2 separate regions of the Drosophila melanogaster genome follow, and region 2 is linked to region 1. Evidence: chromatin contacts called from public targeted proximity ligation data. All regions are on one chromosome and are shown on one strand. The core of a region is the stretch at or near the end of the contact, and the rest is flanking DNA. Distances in the headings are between cores, read along the strand shown.

Region 1 (7,877 bases), core at 3,763-6,262:
TTAAAGGAATAACATTTATTGTATTTTAAACATGATAAAAACGAAATAAATAACAAGTAAATCGATATTTTAATTGCCACGAGCTTATGTTTTAGTATTGCTTTTTATTATTAACCATTCATTCAATTTCAAATTCGATTCCCGCAAAAGACTTTTCAAAAGTCGTTGTGGCAACTCTGTCTGTGGCAGTGAACATGCAGAGGCCTCCTAAACAGCTGATCTGATTCGCAATGGAAAGTAAGCAAATCAAAACAAAGATGGAAAAACTTGGAACATTCAACTCGAATGGAAAACACACATTTTAACATGTTATTTACGAATTTAAGTGATATTAGGCAAACGATATTCTCACTTTAAAGGTGTGCGACTAAACAGGAGCAGAAAATAATTCGTAAAATTAGTGAGAAAATAGCGAAAGAGAGCGTTTCTCTGTTTGCTTTCTAAATCATTAGGTGACTTGGTGGGCAAAGTGCAGATTAAACGCTCAGAATCAGACGAAACCAAAACCCAAAGGTGAGTGAGTGCAACAGGTAGACGGTGAGTGCAGCGGAAGGGCGGATGCGGTTTCGTTGGCCACAGTTCAATTTAGAGCAGCTGCAGGAGAAGATGTAAAAGCGCGTCATTCCCACTTTGGTGACGCATTTTGGTCACCCTTTTAGTTGGTCGCGGTTGCCCGCCTCGTCGGGATGTATCTCTGCCAGCAAGTTCGTTTACAATATCTTAAATCTCACGAATATTAACAAAATATGTAGTAATTTGCACTATAAGACTTACACAGAACTTTGCGAAAGGGGGATTCATAAGAATAAAGACAGCACATAGAACATGTATACTAACTAAACCATAAATAACCATAGTCATTGACTTTAATAGATTCTTAGTTCTACATACTAAAGTTTTGAGGGCTTTGGTTTTTTGTATAGTATCTAATGTTTCTGTGCTGTTTCTTAGGTATTAAAGGCCGCGATGGCGGAGGAGGAAAGCGAATTCCTGGAGGCCTATGCTGGCATCAGAACAGCCTACAAAGCGGCCATGACTCAGGTGGACCTGGCCGTAAGTCACGAGGAGCAGGAATCCCCCGGCCAGGCCATTGTGGCCTATGAGCTGGCCCTGCGTATGATAGAGGACACCTTCGGCATTCCAGTAGGTCTTCCCAACAAGATCGACACCGTGCAGGCGGAGTGGAACGACGCCTGTGCGCTGATCCAAAAGCTCAAGAGCGCCGAAACGGAATTGAGATACCGCCTCAAAGTTCTGCGATCCCAGAAACAATCCATTGATGATTCAGCCGTGGAGGCCACGGAGGAAAGTCGAGCAGAGATGGATACAAAAAGGCCGCCGTTGCTGGCGGAAAACCCCTCCACGCAATATGGCATAGCCAATGCTAGCGGAGCACCAAAAACCTACAGAGAGCTCGCTGCCGGCTTGCGGGAGCTCTTGGCTGTTCGGGACGCCAAAGTCTTGCTCGATGAGCTCTTCCGTGCACAGGTCAAAATGTACCGAATCGAAGCCAGTGGATCAGTAACCACCATAAGCGGCTCGTCAACTATGTCATTGGTAATGTGCACCGTGGGTGGCAAATGGAAGTACCTCAGTGGCATCTACTTCATTCAGTGCTCCATGCCAAATGAGGGGACTGCAGGGATTTGGCTTTACCCCCTGGTTCCCTCGATCACAAACTGCTACCAAACAGAGTACGGAGCCTTTATTTTTCCTGATATGGAGTGCCAGCAGCCGGGCAATGCATTTGGTTTGATGCTAACGAAGGAGGGCCAGACATCGCGCACGGAGGACGAACTGGAGGATCTTCAGCAGTTCTTTCTTGACCTGTTGGAGGCCGTACTCGCTGGCACGGTAGTGCAGCTGAAATCGCCGACCTCCCAACGTGCTGGCCTAGCTTCAGATACCGTTTCCGGGTCGGAGCAGGTGTCCAGACACATTGTAAGTGCGGCTGATTTCATTGCTAGTAACCTGGTACGGGGCGCCGAGAAGACAGGAGGCTTTATGCTTAGGAGTACTCCGTATATCATTTCCAAGATGACGCCAGCCTCGATGGATGCTCAGGTGCCCAGCTCCGTCCAAACTTCAGGTGAGTTAGTTCCAAATAGGGAAGAGCTGTATTTAGGGCGGAAGTATGGTAGCTTCCGAATGAGCATGTAACGATAAAATTAGAAGATAAGATTCGAAGTCGAAGATGTGATCGTCACTACACTTCCACCTCGATCGGAGTTTGTGCTTGTGTTTGATAATCATGTTAATCAATGGTTTGGAAATGTGCAGATTACATATAAGATAGATCTAATGTATCTTATGTTGTAACCTTTTGTTCATTATAGTTGAGGTGGCCCAAAAAGTGACGCACGCCGCAGCCGGAATGACAGGATGGATAGCTGGAAAGGTGGGCACTGCTTCAATGGCAGTCGGCCGCTACCTGGCTCCCCACATTCAGGAGCAAGGCTCTAAACTGCTGCAGAAGGGATTTGGCTACGACACCAGCGAGGCTAATAGCACCATGGAGGGCGCCATGACCATCGCGGCAGGAGCCGTGGAAGGAGTGAGCACCGTATTCGATGGCCTCGAGACTTCCGCCAAGATCCTAGGCTCCAGCCTCAGTGAAAACTCCGTCAAGATAATCGAACACAAGTGGGTTGGCTTTGGCTTCTTAATGCTTATGCAGTTTTGTAACAGATGTCATTACGAATTTTCGTCCGAATTGAAAGTAATCACTTAGGCTGGCAACGGTTTATTCAATTTAAATATATCTGAGATTTAAGTTATGCGCAATGTGCAGAGGATCGCAAAAATGATCAAGGATCGGGAAATGTTACTCAAGCTTGCACACAAAGAAAAGTTTTATAACTTGTTGTGAATCGTCTCAAATATGTAATGCTACTAAAGGTCTACTAAGATCTAGATATTCATTTTGGGTTTCTTTCGCCTTCGAAAAAGAAAAACATATAGTGCGGGCATTTTTAATATTTCATATATTTACATATATTTATTTGCTATTTCAGATATGGCCAGCAGACGGGGAATCTGGCTAGTGGCACCTTTGACACGGTGGGCAACGTTTTCGTGGTCAGTCAGAACGTGAACTACATAACCCCGAAGGGCATTGCCAAGAAAATGGTCAAACGAACAGGAGAAGCTGTGGTCAGTGACTACAAGCGAGACTTACGCAAATCGGAATCTCATTATATTAATGCCGGATCTCTTTATCCGGATCTTCGAGCTTTGAAGGAATAGCGGGAAAACCAAAGGAATTTATCACATGTTATTATTATTATTATTATTATTATTATTATTATTATTATTATTATTATTATTATTATTATTATTATTATATTGAAATATTTATATGCCATTTATAGCTTCTAATTAAAAGAAAAAATATAAATAAATATTATGTTCAATAACACATAAAAAAGATATTTCGAAAGATTTTGCATCAAAACCTTATTTTAGTGTTCAAAAATGCTTTACTTTTGTATTTGTAGATAAACCGAAGCTAGAAAGTATTAAAAAGAAAAATGTTTAATTCACTTTGTATATTTGTATAACCTAAATTCTAGCTTCCTAGCACTCCAACCGCTAAGTATCGGGTATCTTTTGTTTTTAAATTAAAATGTCCTGATTTTTGATACACAACTCAGTCCTCTTTCACTAATTTAAAAGAATTAACAATTTTAGCAAGGAATTTAGTATGAACGTACCATGTAAATTGTGAACAAATGTTGATCTAAGTATCTTTAGATTGACGATCAATAAAAAGCCGTCTAATTTAGCGGCTTTAAATCCTCGTAAGTACTGTCATAGCTTCCGATCGCCTGAAGTTACAGACTTTTGAATCTTATATTGTTGAAAAGGTTATGTTATTTGCATTATTTCCTAACCATTTCCTAAGACTCTATATAGCTATCTTATTCCTTATTCTTTTTTCCTATCTTAAAAAGCACTCTGATCAAGCAAAAACTTTGCGGAACGAGTCAAATTTTATATAAACAAGTTAGGAATTTATATAACGAGCGATGAACCCCACATATATACTTTGGCGAAATATGGTAAAACTTCACGTTTTGTTTTATACACGAGATATAGAATGTGATATTCTATAGGTCCTAAGTGTCATATATCAAGGAGCCCATATATTTAGTTAGGGTTCAGCTCCCGAATCAGAACATAACATAACATGAATGACTATAACCCCTATTGTTGGTAAAACTTTCTCCTAGACTATATTTACATTTACCTTATTATAGTCCTTTTATCCTATTAATATTTATATTAGGAGAATATAGGAATATGTATACTCATATTATTGTCAAAATCATATGAATACATTTTTTTATATATATTTATTAAAAAGAATCCGTACATAATTATATTGTATCTTAGCATCACAGGGTGGAGATTTATTCTTAAGAATTACCAGTCGATATATAAAAAAAGTAAAGTAAATGAATACATTTGTTTTCAAACGTTAGCTCTCGTGCGAGTTCCATTCTGAAAATAGGAATGGGTGTTTAAATCCTCACATGATTAGTGAGAGGTTTGGTTTTATCATTTATATGTTAATTGCGCTGTTATGTTGCTATTGCTGCATTGTATGGATTCATCGCTTCTAAATAAATAAATTTAAAAAAAAGGAATGGGTGTAGCATACTTTCGGGACGCGCAATAAAAAATTATCTTGAAATTGGTTTGGTTTTAAACTCCGCCATATATCATTATATAATATTATATATTATTTGATCCCAAAGCTTCATAGATTGATCCATCAGCGTCTCGTTGATTTTTGTATGCAATACTTTACGTACTAATTCAAAAACCGAGAAAGTTGTTAATTATTTTGAAGGCTTTTCGCCGAACAACGTAACAAAAAACGTAAGAGCGTACAGAGAGACCTTGCCTGCGGACAGATAAAAATACCGCTCGTAGTCCGATTCGACCCACCTCAACTGATTCAGCTGGCCACACTCCGCCCCATTTTTATATCCACAAATTCCTACGCTCGGCAGTACGTTTTGAACTCGGCCAAAAGGAGGTGGCTAAGAGTTTAGCGCGGCACGCAAGCACATAATTCCCCGCTCGGACGTGATTTCGCCCCTTGGTACATGAATACATGTGAATGTGTACATATGTGCGCACGGGAAATAAGGCAGGAAAAGCCCAAAGCCACGGAGTTCGGATCCGAGAGTCTTGCGTTTTGTTTTGCGCAGCACTGCACCTGTGCAGTGTAAAATCGTGAATTCAGTCGAGGTGCAACTGCGGCGCTTGTGCGGTTGAGGGAGGAGAGTTGGCAGAAGTGTGTTTGTGTGTGTATGTGGGTGGGTAGTGCCTTTTATTTCCGATTTTGACGGGAGTCCAATCCACCAAGCTGAGTAGTTGCAATTACGGCGCGGCGGAAAACTGTTTTTCTCGCTCACAAATACATATGTACAACCTGTATAAACAACAACGACTGCCGTAAACAGCCAACTGCGAACGCAGCAACAACAACAGTTCTAACAACAGTACACAAGCAAACACGTTTCCCGTTTTATTTTCTGGCCCGCGTTTATTAGTGTGTGTGGGTGCGCCTCTGTGTGCGAGTGCGTATGTGTGCGTGTGTACGTGTTGCTCGCTCGAGTATAGAAATTTCTAATGATTTTTGGCCTGTTCCCGAAAAGCAGCTCCAAACAACAACAACAACAACTTTAGGACTCTGCAGTGGCTGTTCCAATTGACTCGCCATTCTTTTGAATTGTTTTTATATATGTAATTGAACGCCGAAAAACAACTGTGTAAAAAACAGCATCTGTGCCAGCAACGAACAGAGCTTCGAATTTTGTTGGTAAGTGTTTTCAGCTTCTGCACAATGAATAAAGTAAATAATAAGTGAATAAGTGATTTCAAAATCTGCATTTTGAAACCGTAAAAAGTGTAGAAAAGAAAAGTGTAAAAAGGTAGCCAATTGTCTTAGTAACGTGCTTATTTATGCAATTTGTAACTATTGGCTTGAAGTTTACATAAAAAAAGGTCCATTCGAAAAATGAAGACTAATATCTTTCCTATCTTTCCTAACGGATATCAAAAAGTAGGATTGGGTAAAACACATTTCTCTCGGAGATTTTTCTTCATTGAGCGGATCGCTTAGATCCATTCATCTGACGCAACAGTAGCAGCAAAATAACGTTGTGATGACCAGGACTAGGGATATGACCTCAAGCAGCATTCTGGGACCTGGATCATGTTGGTCAGGCGGAACTTGTAGATGGAGGCTCGTGTTCTGGAGTGAGGCTTGTGAGCTTGAGTTGTACATTCTTGCGATCCATCCACCGATCTGCTGGCTTTCGAATTTGATGTTCGACAAATGTGTCTCAAAAAAATTTCGACACCCTCGACATGCGTTTCTGTGTTGGCTTTGATAGGTTTTTTCCCCAAAACATTTTCACTTTGCATGCCAATTTTCTCACCGCTCAAACTTGCAGCACTCGGGCGCCTAGTCATTTATTTGATATCATCATTATCGTCATTGCCCGAGCTACAGGCTACAGGTTTTTAGCTAATAAGGTAATGGCAAAAAGACGGGGAAAAACGGCTGAATTATAATCGAAAGAAAAAATCCATCATTGGAAAGTTGGTTTAATTGCATTTGCGGAATGCAGCTGTCAGGGTTGCCTAGTTGTGCGACAGGGCGACGCATTTTTCGCCAGCCGCGCACTTGGCTAATATTTCAGGCTTCATGCTTCATTTGCGTTACGAGCGGACCAAGTCGACTTTCGGAGCAAACCCGGCGGCAAGGGCGTTGGACTAGATTGGATCGGGTGGATTGGATGATGAAGGTGATGGGACAGGAGAAAGGTATTTGAAAGGGCTGGAGTGGGTTACACACTCCCCGGCGATATGGAGTTCATCGTCTTCCGAACTTGAGTTTCAAAATCTAAAAAAAAAACATCTCTATGTATGTATGTATGTAAGTACTTGTGTCTCCCAAGTTCTGGTGCCTGGAAAATCGTCAAACAAATATATTTTCAAAACTTAAAAATTTTTTTTTTTTGGTTTTCGAAGGATAGCGTGCACTACCCACAAAAGGAGCAATAAATTCCTCCGGGTGACAGTGGTTGGCAATTTTTTGCAGCAATTGGCAGGGCGAGTGTGGGAGAGAGCGGTGCCGGTCGTTACACGTTACACACTTTTCCGGGGCACTTTCCCAAGCGAATATTATTTTTTCTGTGCCCTCACATGAAAATCAATTCATAATGGTGCAGGTGGGTGGCGGCTCTCATGCTTTTTTTATATTTTTCTCTATAGTGCGATTGAATGCGACAGAAAATAGTATGATCAAGAAATCATATTGTTTACACATCGGTTTTATAAATTTGGTAGTTTAATTTTTATTAGTCCAAACAAATATCGGATTATATTTTTGTTTCAAGTGTACTTTTCACTTCTTTGCACGGTGGGTATTTTCCTCATCATCTGTTTTTCGAAGAGCTTTTCCGCCGCTGCTGTTTTGTTTATGCTTTTCCCATCTCATTGTTTTTGCGCGCCTCGTGCGTCAATTTATGTGAGTTCAGTTTGCCTCAAAGACGGAAGCGGTCTTAATGGTACAAATAGGAGTAGCTGCGGCTCCAGCTAGGAAACCGGAGGAAAAGGGTGCCGTGGAAATTGGCGCCGCCGCAACTGCCCAAATGCCGCGGCTGCTCATAACTTGTTTGCCGAATAATTTCCAAAGTTGCAATTTTCATTTTATGGCCATTTGTCTTCGGTTGTTTTGTCTGCCGGTTGGGGCACATTCGAAGCCCGGTTTTGCTTTTTTTTTTTCGTGGCTCATTTTGTTTTGTAATCAGAATTACATAGAGGGAAACATTTCATTTTCATTTGCTAACTAAGTT
Region 2 (6,807 bases), core at 4,124-6,623, 55 kb after region 1:
CCAAGTGGGTGAAGTCATATACCAAAATGAGAGCCTCCTGGCTGCCCAGACGCCGCTTCTCCAGACGGTAAAAGGAAACTCCGCCGAGTCCTGGACCGAATCAGCAACGGCCGCAGCGGCGGCCACGCAATCATTGAGCGAAGCCACAGCAACGGCCAATGCCAAGATGCAGTCCATCGAGGATAAGATCCGGGAGCAGGGAGAGATGTTGCGGGTGGAACGCGAGCTACTGCACTTCTCGGTAAGGAAGAGGTTCAAGTTTTAGGACCATAAAACTCATTAAAAAATGTGGTCACAGAAAACTATGATTAGCAAAGAAAAAGGTCAATAATTTAAACTTTTCCTTCACAGCAAGAGGAACTGAAACGGCAACGTGAAAATCTTGTGCTTCGAGAAAATATTGCTCGACGAGAGTTGCAACACGGAGCCAAGATGCTGATGTCGAACAACCGGCGCTCACTGCAGGATCTGCACCACGGTCTAGGAATCGGAAACGGAATGCTCAGTGCCTTCCAGCCACCGCAACACCACCAGGTTCAAATGCCACCACCGCATCCGCAACAGATTTACGCCAATGTGCCGCAGCAGCAGCAACAGATGGTTCTGCATGCATATCACCAGATGGACACGGACTACCGCAAGTCCATGTCGGATCTAAACGAGTTCTCCAACTGCCTGATACTGCCGCCAACGCCGCCCACAAAGCCATTGAGGGCTATGCAATTGAACGCCAATGGCCATGGCCTGGAGCCAGATTACGCTGTTAGCACGAGGCAGCGCCAACCACCGGCTCCGTACGGTGGCTCTCTGGTAAAGATTGCTGGAGCACCAATGCCGCCACGGCTCCCCGGTCAAGGATATCCCATTCAAGCGCCGACAGCGCCAGCATACCATCACCAGTCGGCCCAAAACTTAAGCAATATGTCCAGAAACACATTGCTCGCTTTGAGTGCCACCCCCAAACCAAAATACGCGGACGGATGGGTGCAGGTGCAGCAGCGGAAGAGTTATGACAGCCAACAGACCAGCGATGCGGCTTGGCTGGCCGCTCAGCAGCAAAAGCGCAAATCCATGCCTGACTACGGCGGAGCACTCTACAATAACAACCACTGGCTACTGCAGGAGGCGGAGCAGCGACGCATCGAGCAACTTAATCGGCGATCTATACCAGCCAGCAAGTCGATGGGCAAACCGCTGCCCGATTCCATCATACAAACTCTTACGGAGCGGGTCCAGAGCAAAGGAATCGGCGATCGAAAGCGGTAAGTAGTAATATATAGGTGACAAGGGAAACTCTACTTTACTACATCTTACATAGATGATCTTTTTTCATACCTTATATTTAATGCAATTTTAATTCACCAACAGCTTCGATAGCAACGGGAACTATAGCCAGGTAAATGGCAACAACATCTACCAGCAGCAACAGCAGCAGAAGAATGTGACGAATGGCAGCAGCATCAATGGCAACAGCAGCCAGGGGCAGGAGAAGGTGCTCAGCGTTAGTGGCAAGAAGAAGTGCTCCCATTGCGGCGACGAATTAGGTAAACTTTGCTACTACGTTGGTTGTGAGTGTTGTGGTTGTTCTACTACTTTTGAATACCCCCATACCCCTCTTACTCTTACATCGTCCATTTTTGGGAACATCTTTTAGGCTTGTTGTCACAGAGAGAGATCATGAATAGAACACACTTGGATTCACTAGTCTCATGGTTGGGTTTGGTCGATCATTTAATGCTTTCTCCTTCCCATTGGTTATAAACTCTTTATCAATAAGTTTCCATTCTCACTTACATGTCTGTGACAGATCTGGGCTGCACTCACGGCAATTGTCGGCAGGTGCACAAAGCGCTAAAATATATTGTTTGGGTGTAAATTTAAAAAGACTGCCCAACAGTTTCGAATATTTTAGGTATATTAGTAAAATCTTGGAAGCGGAATATAATATCTAAGTGGTGGGGTTATTTATAATCTACGTCACTTCTGTTGCAATTTTTGTTGCTTATAATTTTAACTTTCGTTAACTTCCGCTTCAGTGACTCCTTTAATCCGGCAACTAAGCTGAAAGATTCCTTACCTAATTCCACAGGTCGCGGCGCTGCCATGATCATCGAATCGCTTCTGCTGTTCTACCACATCAACTGCTTCAAGTGTTGCGTCTGCCACGTCCAGCTGGGAGATGGCCTCAATGGAACCGATGTCCGGGTGCGAAACCACAAGCTGCATTGCCAAAACTGCTACTCCAGCGATGACGGCATTAAGTTCAGCTGCGTCTAACTGAGCCCTCGCCATGGAAACGGAAGTGGATTATTGAATAGAACTGGGGTTGTTGCTCTGTTGCTTTTGCAACATTGATTGTTGTTGTTGTACTAGTAATACATAGATATTAAATAGAGATGATAATTCGTACGTTCACATATATACAATACATATATCTACATATGTTGAGAACAAAGTCAAATCCAAAACGTTTCAGATTAGTGTTAATCGCTTTAATATGCTTCCCTACGAAATTATGTAATGTTTTAACTCGGATTTAAAAGTTTTATACAACGCATTCTACATGTTATAAATCAAACTCTATACATTTTACATGTTTAAATGCCAAGCTCTCTAACATTGTAACAAAGTAATGTGTGTTGAAACTTAAAAAAAAAACCAAAAAAAGGATTAACTTTAAACGAAGTGTTAAAATTTTGAAATTGTTTTGAATTTATATTTACACCTCTACTCTACACATCTACACAATCTACTATTTCTATCCGAAAATTCGCTTTTAAATTAGTTAGTTTCTAACTTTTTGTACCCGCTACAGCCCACTTAAAATACCTAACGACGCATCCAATGTACCTAAAAAAAACTATATACAAACACCCATCCACACGCAACTCACTAACATAATTATTATATACATACCCTTAAACTTGCATGAGGTGAGCATATATCGCGAAAGATTTCATTTCTTATATCCCTTATTTTTATTTATTGTAATTTCGCATAAAGTTGAAAATTTGTATATTATATACACATCTTGGATTGTATGATTAATTTTTAAACATGATCGGTATATGAATAATTTTTCTGTATAAATACATCAAAGAAGATATAGTTTAGTTTTTTAATAAACTATTTCAATGAAGAACTATTTCATATTTTGATCTGCAGAACGCTTAAAGTTAAAAGGTGTATGGTATGTTGGTGGTAATACTTCAATGACTAGGAGATACAGTCCTTCAATGATGAAACAATCATTTTACGTTTCTGAACTTATCATTGTTAATTAAATTGTTCTAAAATGTATAACTTACCTGTCCTGTCGCATTTCCGACAAATATGCTAACAAAGTGGATGTCAATTCGACATGCTTAATAAAAACTTACAACTGAGTTCATAAATTTTTGGGAGGAACCAGTATCTGCTAATGTAACACTGTAACTAATGTTATTGATTTAAAAAAAAAACTTCCGCATTCTGAGATTTAAATTTCGCCCAAAAGTATGCATTACGAATATATTTAAATTGGCCACACAAACTTTCATATGAAAAGTTTTTTTTTTAATTAATTTATATATTAAGGCATACGGGGAAATCTTGGAGCCCCTTTGTGTCCTTCTTTCATATGAAAAGTGTGTTTTTTTATGCTCTTTAGAGTACCTTTTATTCTTCACCAGGATCAAGAATCAGCGCAGTCGATCTGGCCATGTTTGTCCGCATGAACGTCAAGATCTCATGAACTATAAATGCTAGAAGATTAAGGATGCAGATTGCACAGAAAAGTGTAGGCGTAGCTCAAGTTTATCCTGGTGCTACCAAACAATTGAAAGTTAAGTAACGCATATGATGCAACGAGGTGCTGGTTATAAAATGTAAGAAACTAGTTTTTAATAGAATGTGTTGTCATATTTCGTCACAAAATTTGATATTATAACTTTTGTGTGCCGAAGGTACGATCATCAAAGTTTGATATTAAAGAATATAAATATTACTATTCTTACAATAAACCCAGCACCGATGCGACTCCCTGAAACCCTATAGAATAGTGAAGCTCACCAAAGACTGAAACACAACATTTTGTTTTAGCAGTTGGGTGCTAAATTTTCAGTTGCACATGCATTTATTTTGTTCCTGGTGATGAATACTGTTGTGTTTAAGAGTCTTCAGTAGATTCGAATGCTCCTACAAACGCCACATGGTCGTTTAGTGTAGGTGTCACAGGATTCATGCTGATTCTTCAATTGAGTTATAAAAAAGATAATCCCATATATATTTTCTTTAGTATGGAATGTCATTCTGACCAGAGTAATCGATACAAGTTTTGGTTTTTTTTTTTGGCGATCAGAGCACTTTATTACGTAGACCCCCATTGATAAAAAACACAATCAGTTTACAATGCCACCCTTAGTAGATATTACCACTTCAACAAACGCCGTCGTTCTAGGCGGTGGGCAGGAAGGTGAGCTTTTCGTTAAGCTGCAGCTGGGTTTTGATGAGCTGGGAGAGCGTGATGACCAGCAGAAGGTTGCGTACGTTGGCGTTGAACATCTGAGTGAACTGCTCGTGGGTCATGTGCGGCACGGAGTGGATAAGGTCTAGCAGCTGGCGTCCGACGGCGTTGTCGGGGGTTACCTTGTGAGCGATCACGTCGTCAACGTACTTGAGAATAAGATCCAGCAGGGACTGCAGCTTCGTGGAGGCCTCCGAGATTTGGGCCAGGTCCAGCATTGGCGGAACGGTCTTGGGACGGTGAGCGGGCGAAACGCCTACGGTCTTCTGAAGCAGCTTGAGCCCAAATGTCTCCGGCTCGTAGCTGGTCAGCTCGACAGGAATGGGCGTGAACATGCAGCCGCTCTTGCCGCCGGGAACTCCTAGTTGAATGCAGACATAAGCACGCAGACCCATACGTCCGCCCTGCAGCGAAGTGTCCACGGTGAGGTGAACCGGGTTGTTGCATTCGCGGGCGTAATACTCGTGGATCACCGAGCTGTGGTTGGTAACGTCGTTGCCGGTGGCCCACCAGCCTACCACGCTCTCGTTGGAGTTCACCTTGCGGTTGAGGTCGTACATGTCCAGGGCGTAGCTCAGCTCTGCCTCCACCTGGTCATCGTGCTCCTTGTGCGGCACACAGAAACAGTTGGTAACCTCCACCACACCTTTGTCCACAGAGCCGAGCAGGGTGCCGATGACGCGGTGCGAGTCCGCGTTCCGCCGCTCGAAGGCGTCCACCACCTGGAAAAGCACCACCGGGTGCACGCGCACGGTCAGATTGAGAGCCGACATGGTAATTTTCGGTGGCCAAGATTTGCAAGGAAAATTTCCGCAATAATTTCTATTCAGCCACGCTGCGCGTATGTTTTAGGGATGCAAGAAAAGGGCCTATCGATAGTGCGGGTGGGGGTTGATGGCTTTTGGAGCTATCGGTGCGGTCGTGCGTGGCCTATCGTTTTATCGATGTAAAACCGGTGGCTAGCGTTAGTTAATCAAATACTATTCAAATTTGAATATGTCGGAGATGCCAAGCGCGACTTTTCATTTACTTCAGCGTCCATATTGTCCAGCACATCAAGTCGCCTGCGTGTTGTTTCTTCTGTCGTTCTAAGCAGACTAATTTACTCAAGCGTCGCCTTCGCGATGCTTTTCTTCTATTCCTCACCTTCACTCAATTATTTCATCCTTACTTCGTTTCCAGAAACTATACAACAACAACAACAGCCACACAAATGATGCCCACTCAATAACGGAACGCTTTCCGTGAATTTCATTGCTCGCTGCTCATTCTTAACATAACGGATCAATAACAAAATGTCGGTTACATTCTACTACTCAATCTTGCTTGTGAAATTTTGCTGATCAAACGTGCTTAAAGCGAATTATTAAATTTAATAAAATGCCTGGAAAGAGATAAACTTTGAAGTTACCCAATTAATAAACTATAACCACCAGTTGGGAAAATCTTTTCCAGAATAAGTATAAATGTTTTCTGTATCCCGTAAGACCGTCTACTATTTTTTAAAAGGCTCGGAAAAAGAGGACAGGCTTGAACCTAAGAGTGGTGGTGGGCGGAAAATTAAAATTAAAAAGCGTGTAGACCGCTTTATTATGCGAATAGAGATTGCGAACCCCCGGTCAGATCACTTGCTCTGGATATCAGGCAAGAGTGTCACCTAACTGTGTCACACGAAACTGTGCGCCAAGTCATCCTACGCCATAGATACTCTTCAAGAGTTGCGAGGAAAAATCCTTTGCTATCAGATGCCAATATGGAAAAGCGTCATTAATTCGCTGTGAACAAGGTGGATCATCCAGAAGAGTACTGGGATGACGTCATATTTGGTGACGAAACAAAAATTATGCTCTTTTATAACGACGGGCCAAGCAGAGTATGGCGCAAACCGCTGAGTGCGCTAGAAAAACAAAATATCATTCCAACGATAAAATTTGGAAAAATGTCACTGATGGTTTGTGGCTGTATCACCAGCCATGGAGTGGGAAAACTAGCCTTAATTTAGAGCACAATAAATGCCGTGCAATATCTAGGAATCTTAAAAAACAAATTTGAAGGCCGGTGCAGAAAAATTTGGTCTAGTTAGCAACAACAAGCCAAATTTTATATTTTAAGAGGACATGATCAGAAACATAAAGAGTGCAATGTACGCACCTGGCGCCCTTATAACTGTGGTAAAGTGATCGATACGCCCCCTCAGAGTCCTGATCTGAACCCCATTTAAAATTTGTGGACCTACTTAAAGAAGAAGGTGGCAAAAAGGGACCTAAAACACGACAACAGCTTATGACTGTAATAGTCGAAGA

Evidence for each region.
Region 2: a contact with region 1 is called in a targeted proximity ligation map of the Kc167 cell line, with 4 times the contacts expected there. A contact is called at or near these places in 20 of 107 Hi-C or Micro-C datasets (the Clone 8 cell line, the D17-c3 cell line, the Kc167 cell line and 11 more) and 3 of 7 datasets of targeted methods (the Kc167 cell line and the S2 cell line).

What each region holds. Positions count from the first base shown.
Region 1 is chr3R:4,654,567-4,662,443 of dm6, forward strand. It overlaps smash (smallish), which reads left to right and starts at 5,013. Exons shown (of 14, transcript NM_001259984.2): 1 at 5,013-5,833. It overlaps lncRNA:CR44156 (long non-coding RNA:CR44156), which reads right to left and starts at 6,373. Exons shown (of 1, transcript NR_073980.1): 1 at 5,961-6,373. It overlaps Karybeta3 (Karyopherin beta 3), which reads left to right. Exons shown (of 5, transcript NM_079502.3): 5 at 1-58. spartin (spartin,) reads left to right here and starts at 234. Exons shown (of 4, transcript NM_141228.2): 1 at 234-513; 2 at 952-2,089; 3 at 2,337-2,643; 4 at 3,015-3,419. The coding sequence starts at 967. The coding sequence ends at 3,246.
Region 2 is chr3R:4,708,809-4,715,615 of dm6, forward strand. It overlaps eIF3f1 (eukaryotic translation initiation factor 3 subunit f1), which reads right to left and starts at 5,374. Exons shown (of 1, transcript NM_141232.3): 1 at 4,074-5,374. The coding sequence starts at 5,277. The coding sequence ends at 4,435. It overlaps smash (smallish), which reads left to right. Exons shown (of 14, transcript NM_001259984.2): 10 at 1-241; 11 at 352-1,262; 12 at 1,369-1,568; 13 at 1,808-1,912; 14 at 2,090-3,385. The coding sequence ends at 1,875.